3 separate regions of the Mus musculus genome follow, and all the other regions are linked to region 3. Evidence: chromatin contacts called from public promoter capture Hi-C data. All regions are on one chromosome and are shown on one strand. The core of a region is the stretch at or near the end of the contact, and the rest is flanking DNA. Distances in the headings are between cores, read along the strand shown. Region 1 has its middle 21 kb from the start of 4930471G24Rik. Region 2 holds the start of Ninj1 (ninjurin 1). Region 3 holds the start of Id4 (inhibitor of DNA binding 4).

Region 1 (2,700 bases), core at 83-2,582, 570 kb before region 3:
AACCAGAGATGAAGCCAGGAGTCGGCCAATAGTGTGATGTTGATGGCCAATAGTGTGACGTTGATGGCCAATAGTGTGATGTTGATGGCCAGTAGTGTGATGTTGATGGCTAGTTCATGAGATTCCCTGGGGTTCCCGTTGCCCACATGCCACAGTGAGTCATGACCAACTAAACTTAGCAGAGTGGACTTCAGATCACTATAGTATTCTGAGTTTAGTTGGTCACCAAACATATGATCATTGTCTATAGGTAAAACTTCTATAACAGATGAATTATAATAATAATGATCCTGACTCCCAAAGCTATCTGTCCCTGAACTGTTATATACTCCCTGACTCATAAGAGACCAAGTGACAGGTGAGGGTTTATCTGTTTCTCTCTTGACCTAACTCTCAAATATAAGTTGACTTATATCCGTTGGCTTGAAGATGGGTGCCATGGAGCCCTGTGAATGTCAGAGCGTCATTTTGCCGAGACAGTTCTTGCCTTCTAGCTTTAAGTGGGTTCCAGGGATTGGACTCAGGTCTCCAGGACTGCTGACTGCTCAGCGAATGCTTTAACCCACTGAGCCATCTTAGTGGTCCCCTCAAAACATGTTAAACATTAATATGGCAAGAAGAAGGCAGGGGGACTGCCGGAAGTTCATGTCAGCCTGGGATGCTGATTGAGACCCTGCCTCAAACAATACCAAGGGAAAATAGCTGCACTGTATTACCTGGAGGTCAGGATTTAATAAGTGGACTTTGCATGTGTGTGTGTGTGTGCATGTAGTGTGTGTGTGTGTGTGTGTGTGTGTGTGTGTGTGTGTGTGTGTAGGAGGATGTCTGGTGTCCTGTTCTATCACTCTCTTAATCCATCTGATTACCTTGAGACAGAGTTTCCAGTGAGCCTGGAGTTCAGCAGGCTGACAGCAAGCTTGATCCTCCTGTCCTTTCACTACAGGCATGCCCAGCCTCCCTGGTTATTATGTGGGTGCTAGAGGTTTGAACCCAAGCCCTTTCTGTAGCCATGTTCCAACCACTGAGTCATCTCCTTAGGCCCCCAAATTGATACATTTTAAAAATCAGTTTTCTCCCCAACTTCTAATAGCAGGCCAACTTAGATAAGTCGTTTCGTGTGTTAATTAGGAAGTAATGGTCTTAAAGGGAAAAAGACAAAGAATTAGTCTGGCTAGGTGAATAGATGTCTTTAGATTTTTAATTGAAACCAGTTCTGCTTTCCTCTTTTCTAAGATGGGACTCTGAACACAAATGAGTTTCCTCTCAAAGGGAACTCCGCAGCCATTAGCTGTCTCTTCTGATTAAGGTGATAAAAGTAACAAAACCCAAACAGCCATACTTGTCTGAGCCTCTGTTTTCTCTGGTGAGCAGGCTGTGGTGGCTCATGACATCTCAGCTAAGTGGAGCGCTGAGCTTTAACCCCTGGCTTTACACTCTTTAGTGCTTATTGAACATAAAGAGTGGAAAGAGGGAGTCCGTGGTGAGTATTCTGATGTTTGTAACTGGGTTGGGAGCTATCAGAAGAGAACACTTTCAGACACCAAGTTCCAAATGCCTAGCCATCTCCAGTTGCAGACATCCAGCAAGGCCCATGGTAATTTACTCTGAAGCTTCAGTCAAAGTCTTAGGAGCTCATGACCATATGGATGTGGTGAATAAGGTAGGGAAAGAAGGAGGAAATGCCTCATATTCATCTCAAACTTGCCTTTTGAAGAAGTTGATTGTTTTTATTCAGCCACAGAGAAGAATGGGATTATGCCAATTTTAAGGATTTAGAAATTTGGGTGGAAGCTGAGATCATTCAATTTGGTAAAATTCTCCTGAATCAGAAAGGTAAATGTCACACTTTATATCCTCTACGGCTCTGTTTCATACACACACACACACACACACACACACACACGCACACACACACACACACATACACACACACATATATATATGACAGGAAAAGAAGTGAGCCTATCTAGTAGGAGGGAAGGGGACACAAAGGACAGTTATGGGAGTGAATGTGGTCAAACCACAGTGTGCTAGGGTGAAACTATGGCTGTGTATAAATTTATGCTGAGAAAAGGCAGTGTGTGATTTAAAGAAACAGAAAGATTTGGAGAGAATTAAGAAAGCGTTTTGTTTTTTTGTTTGTTGTTTTTTGCATATTTTGTGTCCAAGCTACCTTGAGCATCTTCAGCCTCACTTCCTTTCTTCCTTCGTACACTGTGCCCTGGGACAAGGGAAGAAGCAGAGTTTGGGAGGAGAGCATAGGGGCCACGTTTTATTTTTGCCTTTGTTCAGAATAAAATTACTGGTCCAGGGCAGGAGAGAGGACGTGGACTGGAGGTAGCAGAACATGAGTGGGGCCAAAGAAAAGGCTCTAGGTCTCTGTTCTGTGGAGGAGTGGGGAGGGTTAGACCATCAAAGTATAATAGTGTGTAGTTTCAGTACTAGGTTAGAAAGAGGCTTGTGTTCAGTATGTGTCTATGTCCCCTACACTGACCAGCTGTCCTGTTCATCTGCTTGGAGTGTTAATGTTTTATGTAGACTGTCACATTGTTGGTGTATTGTTTTTAAGACTTTGGTTAAATGGTACTGAGTTCTAGTCAGGAAATCTCCACTGATATCCTTAGTGACTGTGTCTTAGTTGCTGTCCTCTTGCTGTGAAGAGACACCATAACCAAGGGAACTCTTATTTAAAAAGCAATT
Region 2 (2,700 bases), core at 122-2,621, 930 kb after region 3:
GTATCTTTTTTGTTTTTGGGACAGCGTTTCTCTATGTAGCTCTGGCTGTTCTGGAACTTGCTCTGTAGACCAGGCTGGCCTCGAACTCAGACATACACCTGTCTCTGCCTCCAAGTGCTGGGATTAAAGGCTTGTGCCACCACCTCTACCACCAGGCTGGCTCCATTTCTTATTTCTAATCCTCTTCCTTCTGGATGTGAGACAGGGGACAGAGGGTCCGCAGGTTCACTTGGCCTTTAGCAAACTCCAGCCTTATGCTAAGACACAAGCTGGCAAGAAGGGTCATAAAGAGAAGGTGAACCACTCCATCAAGGAACGGTAGTTCTGAGCCCCAGCTTGTAATCTCCCTAAGAGTCTCATCGTCCTTATTCCTTCTGAGACTCTAGGAGATACCAGGAGAGGAGTGTGGCACCCCTGAGGCCAGGCAAAGCATGGGGCCTGAGAGTGAGGCCAGGGTGGGAAGGAAGAAGGCACAGCAACTGGCTTTTACTCCTGCATCTAGTGTGTCTCCTCGGACGACAGCACCCCATCACACTCCATCTAGCTTCCTAGGCCAGGAAAAGACATGGTACTGGGGCACAAAGGTCCATTGGGCCACGAACTGCAGTAGCCAACCAACACGTCATACCCTTGGAGTATAGATGTCAGGGCTATGATGTCAGCTTCTTCTGGACACTAAAGCTGTTGTGCTTCCCTCTGGTCCCTGGTCTCTCTTGGAGGGTGGTGTGGGAGGCAGGAGAGTCCCGGAGAGCGGAATGCCAGCCTTCTCCACCAGTGCCAGCCACACGCAGGCTCTGCACAGTGGGGTGCTGGCTGCAAGCTAGACCCAGAGCAAGAGGCTCTCCCTCATATGTTCTATTCTCCAGGCAGAACAGCTGAGGGCTCTAAAGTGGAAACCTGGAGTAACCGTTGACACCCTTTTCCTGTGTTGAGTTACCCTGAAGGGACTTACAGCCTCAGGGCGTGTCCTCCCCAAGGAAAAAACCTCAGCACGGGGCAGCATGTGCCTCGCCCTTGGCCTCACTTTTAAACAGATCAAGTGCTTATGTTCAAAGTTCAGAGGGGGGCCCGTTTGATCAACAACTTTGAGACAGGGTCCCTGGGGACCCCCGATGTCATCGCGAGGACAGGCGCTGGGCTGCTTGCCCTAGCCATCGTGAAGGAGCCTGAGAATTGGGGACATCAAGGCCGCTGGAGAAGTGCTATCCTGCTCAGGCGCGATTCCAGCAGCTGGCGTCTAGGCCCCGGCCCGCCCCGGGTGGAGGCGGAGTCCGGGGGCGGCCGCGCGCGGGGGGCGTGTCGGGGGCGGGCCGGGGGCGGGCCGGGGGCGGGCGCACAGCCGTAGCCCGTGGCGGAGGCGCGGGTGCGCTCAGGCCGTGTGCTGGGCGGCCCGGGCGGCCGCACCATGGAGTCGGGCACTGAGGAGTATGAGCTCAACGGCGACCTGCGCCCGGGCTCCCCCGGTTCCCCCGACGCCTTGGTAAGCTCTCAGCACCTCCTGCCCCGGCTGCTGTGTGACCTTGGCCGGCGCCGCCCTCTCTGGGCCCGGCACGTCAGCGGGCACCTGTGGGCGTCTGGCCCGGTTTCGCGCGGCGTCCGCACTGCGGGGGGTGGTGGTGGCCGCTGCTTCCGGGCAAAGTCGTGCTTGACCTGTCTCTAGCGCAAGTGGTGGCCCACGGGTCTGGGGCCAGCACAGCAGGTAGGCAGAGGCGCCGGGCGGTCTAGCTTGCTGCCGTCGCCCCGCTGTGCAGAGCCCGCGTCTGGCTGGCACCACTCCTCGGGTGGAGAAGGCTGGCATTCCGCTCTCCGGGACTCTCCTGCCTCCCACACCATCCTCCAACTTCCAACGCCTCCGGGCTGTCTCCTGCGTGCCTTGGGGTGGGCGGGAGAAGAGTCACCGCCTCCTGGTTGGAAGCTAGCATCAGGCAGACAGCTACGTCACCACACGGTGACCACACGGTCGTCTGCAGCAGTGATAAGGGGGAAACCCGTGGCTGTGTCTCTGCTGCTGTCACCTGCCTATGAAAAACAGAACGCCACCCTCTCGATCGTCAGGGTGCTAGTTCTAGGACTGTAAGGACCTGCCTCGAGTTTGCTCTGCCTAGCCTGCTAAGGCCACAGCGATGGTCGGATGCCTGTGTCGAGGGACCATCTTTCCTGACCCCTCACCTCATAGTCTACCTCCGGGGCAGGGCCTGAGCATGCCAGGGCCGAGCCTTCACTTGTACCACCCCGCATGGCCCTCTGTCCCTCGGTGACATGTTGACTTTGGACATTCCTTCTATTTCCGACCCCCCCCCCCAGGGATGGGGTGGAGTGGGGTGGGGAATTGCACCAGGCTGGGATTTTCCACAAGTCTTTGCGGTGCAAAATAAACCAGAACAGAGACTTTCTGCCCAGGTCCATATAGTGGAAACAGGGAACACCAACGTCTCCTGGGACTACTTCAGGTGTGCCAGCTGAGACTTGGGCTCTGCCAAAATGTGTGAACACTCCGGAAGCAGTGGGCCAGGGACACCCCGGGCTGAGTTCCTTTAGGGAGCCCATCAACTGTCTGGGCCTTTTGTATGTGGGTCTACAATAAAGAACCAGTGATCTCTAGGCCTTTAAGGACAAGGGATGCAAATCAGGAACAGGTGGGCCCGTGGTTCAGCTGCGGATTTGAAGGGAAACTGGCTGTCTCTGAGCAGCAGCCTCCCC
Region 3 (2,700 bases), core at 186-2,685:
AAGCCCATCCGGGGTGGTCAGAAGATGTGAAGAGCACATCTCTTTCAATTATCAGTGAAAATGAAGGCAGCAGTCCGTGTCATGTATGGGGAAGGAAGAAAATTCTCGGGTTAATTCATCTTCAAGCATGTCTAAAGGTGGGAGGGCTTGCAGGGGGAAAGCACTCGAAATTCATTTCCCATGAGCTGTGAGCTTTATGCTCATTTGCCATCTGAAGAGCTTGGTTGTTTTTTCTTGAAGAGGACACACAAGCAACACTTATTTTGAACCCTTGAAGGACTGTTTTTCTGCTAAAAAGCCACACACACACACACACACACACAACACCCTTAAAGAAACAGGCCTTGTAGCAGGGTGGGGCCTAAGCAGGACCCTGGAGATGTGAATGCTAATATTTCGTAGCTCTACAGGGAAGCCTCTGGACTATTCTTATTTCCTTATTCAAATCGAAGTGCGCTGAAATATATGAAGCTGTGCATTAATGGCTTAAATTAAGTTACAGGTATGAATTTTACATAAATCAGATTAATATTATATGTCATGGTGGAATTTTAAACACTTCGTGTCCGTGCATTTTTTATTTCTGCATGCTCTAATTTAACACCCGCAAAGGATTGCATGTCTTAAGCCCACTTCTGCATCTGGATAGGTCCAAGAAAAACCCACCACGATCTTGGATCTTGTTTTATGTGTATTTACCTTCATCAGAAATCCTGCACTGGATCCGGCTTTCGACATTCTTTTCCTATATTTTTCTTTTACTAAGCTTTAGCCTGCATGTATATGCATACACACATACGGGAAGGCTACCCGTTTTCATTCCATTATAAGGGCTTCGCAATTGTGCAAAGATGAATGGTGATGCCGAAGGAGGATAACATGGACAAATGAACCAACTCGCTTCTTGAAAGCGAGTCCTTCTGAAAGCACTGGAATCTTAGGGACTGAAGGCCTGGGGACTGAACTCCCCCCCTTGAAGAGTGACAGGGGACCCACAAACAAGGCTCAGAGTCCCTCAGCAGCTTAGGCCCATGGAGAACGCATTCCAGCCAGCACATTCCCCTAGTTCTTCGTAGGAACTTCTCTCTCTCTTCCCCTCCCTCGGGCACTCTCCATCCTGGCCCGACTCCCACCCGGCTCTCATTTTCTCAGATTCACCCCTCCCACAGCGTTGACGGAATGGAGTGCCCTTCCCATTGGCCCGAGCGTCATTCCCCGAGGTGGCACTGTCCTCCTGATTGGCTGGTCACTCCCGACCCCCCGCCCATCCCCGCCCTCGGGTTGCCCGGCGCCCCGCCCTCGCCACCTCCCTCCGCGCCGCCGCCCGCGCGCCGAGCTCGCCCGCGTCCGGTTCTTGTGGCGACCCGGCCCGCGCGCTGGCCCCGCCCCCAAGGCGCGCGGCTCTACAAATACTGCTGTGCCGGAGCCGAGCGACGCTGTTGAGCTGGGAGGCGCGGTTGGAAGTCGTTACTTTGAGGGGGGGCAGTCACCGGGCGATCCACCTTAGTCGAAGCTCAGAAGGGAACGGCTCAGGGACCAGGGTGGGCTACTTTTTTTATTTTCCGGGGCTTTTGATTTTTCTTGTCTTTTGCTTCGGGCCGATTGTCGCTCACAAAAAAAGAAAAAAAACAAAAAAACAAAAACCTGAGATACCCTTTCCAAAACCCCGAGCAGCTCTCCGGTCGATTTCTGGAGCTCGGAGCCGCCGGGTGCTGCGAGCGCCGGACGCGCAGGAGAGGGGAGCAAAGCAAATTGCGGGCGGGGACCCGGAGCTCGCTCTACCGCTTGTCGCGGTCCTCTCGCGCAGGAAGCGCGCGATGAAGGCGGTGAGCCCGGTGCGCCCCTCGGGCCGCAAGGCGCCGTCGGGCTGCGGCGGCGGGGAGCTGGCGCTACGCTGCCTGGCGGAGCACGGCCACAGCCTGGGTGGCTCGGCAGCCGCCGCCGCCGCTGCGGCGGCCGCGCGCTGCAAGGCGGCCGAGGCGGCGGCCGATGAGCCGGCGCTGTGCCTGCAGTGCGATATGAACGACTGCTACAGTCGCCTGCGGAGGCTCGTGCCTACCATCCCGCCCAACAAGAAAGTCAGCAAAGTGGAGATCCTGCAGCACGTTATCGACTACATCCTGGACCTGCAGCTGGCGCTGGAGACTCACCCTGCTTTGCTGAGACAGCCGCCACCGCCCGCGCCACCTCTCCACCCGGCCGGGGCTTGTCCGGTCGCGCCGCCGCGGACCCCACTCACCGCGCTCAACACTGACCCGGTGAGAAGCCTTGGCGGGGCACCCTGGGCATCGCGGGAAAGGTGGCGGGGCGGCGAGATACGGGTGGTCTTGCTCCTCTCAGGGAATGACAGCCGCTTCTCCCGTCTCCACCGAGAGCCGCCTGCTGGGCTTGGTGATCCACTGGTCCCTGAGCCGAGGGCGGTTGGGACTTGGAGCCCTGCGTCTCCGGAGTGTCCCTTGCATCACAGGAGGCTTCCCCAGCTTCGGGCTCGGGTGGGGACTCTGCTCGCCTGCCTAGTTTTCCAGGACGTCTCCTGGGTGGTGGCGACACTGTGATATGCGCACTCTAACCGTTTTTCCCCTTGGTGTTGGGTTGCTGTTCCAGGCCGGCGCCGTGAACAAGCAGGGTGACAGCATTCTCTGCCGCTGAGCTGCGATGGATGGCCAGGTGAGCGCTCAGGTCCCCGAATGGTTAGTGGGC

The links. Promoter capture Hi-C pulls out the DNA fragments that hold promoters and counts their contacts.
Region 1: a promoter capture Hi-C map of second pharyngeal arch cranial neural crest shows a contact between it and region 3. The contact joins the enhancer-like site here to the promoter of Id4 in region 3. A contact is called at or near these places in 6 of 39 promoter capture datasets (the C10 cell line, the HPC-7 cell line, cranial neural crest and 3 more), 1 of 484 Hi-C or Micro-C datasets (stem cell-derived neural stem cells), 14 of 115 datasets of contacts at active chromatin or transcription factors (astrocytes, cardiomyocytes, craniofacial prominence and 10 more) and 1 of 9 other capture datasets (adipose tissue).
Region 2: a contact with region 3 is called in a promoter capture Hi-C map of stem cell-derived epiblast-like cells, with 3 times the contacts expected there. The contact joins the promoter of Ninj1 here to the promoter of Id4 in region 3. A contact is called at or near these places in 2 of 39 promoter capture datasets (liver and stem cell-derived epiblast-like cells) and 1 of 484 Hi-C or Micro-C datasets (liver).

The regions. Positions count from the first base shown.
Region 1 is chr13:47,687,014-47,689,713 of GRCm38.p6, forward strand. No RefSeq gene overlaps it. Among named protein-coding and RNA genes, the nearest start is that of 4930471G24Rik, 21 kb to the left of the region's middle. Within about 2 kb of position 1,333, at least 1 of the 459 cell types and tissues checked has an H3K27ac peak or open chromatin away from gene starts, as enhancers often do. A contact at or near this core is called in second pharyngeal arch cranial neural crest, where this site is marked.
Region 2 is chr13:49,186,158-49,188,857 of GRCm38.p6, forward strand. Ninj1 (ninjurin 1) reads left to right here and starts at 1,372. Exons shown (of 4, transcript NM_013610.3): 1 at 1,372-1,480. The coding sequence starts at 1,406.
Region 3 is chr13:48,259,681-48,262,380 of GRCm38.p6, forward strand. It overlaps Id4 (inhibitor of DNA binding 4), which reads left to right and starts at 1,436. Exons shown (of 3, transcript NM_031166.3): 1 at 1,436-2,258; 2 at 2,605-2,667. The coding sequence starts at 1,818. The coding sequence ends at 2,649. It overlaps A330033J07Rik (RIKEN cDNA A330033J07 gene), which reads right to left. Exons shown (of 3, transcript NR_102303.1): 1 at 2,240-2,700.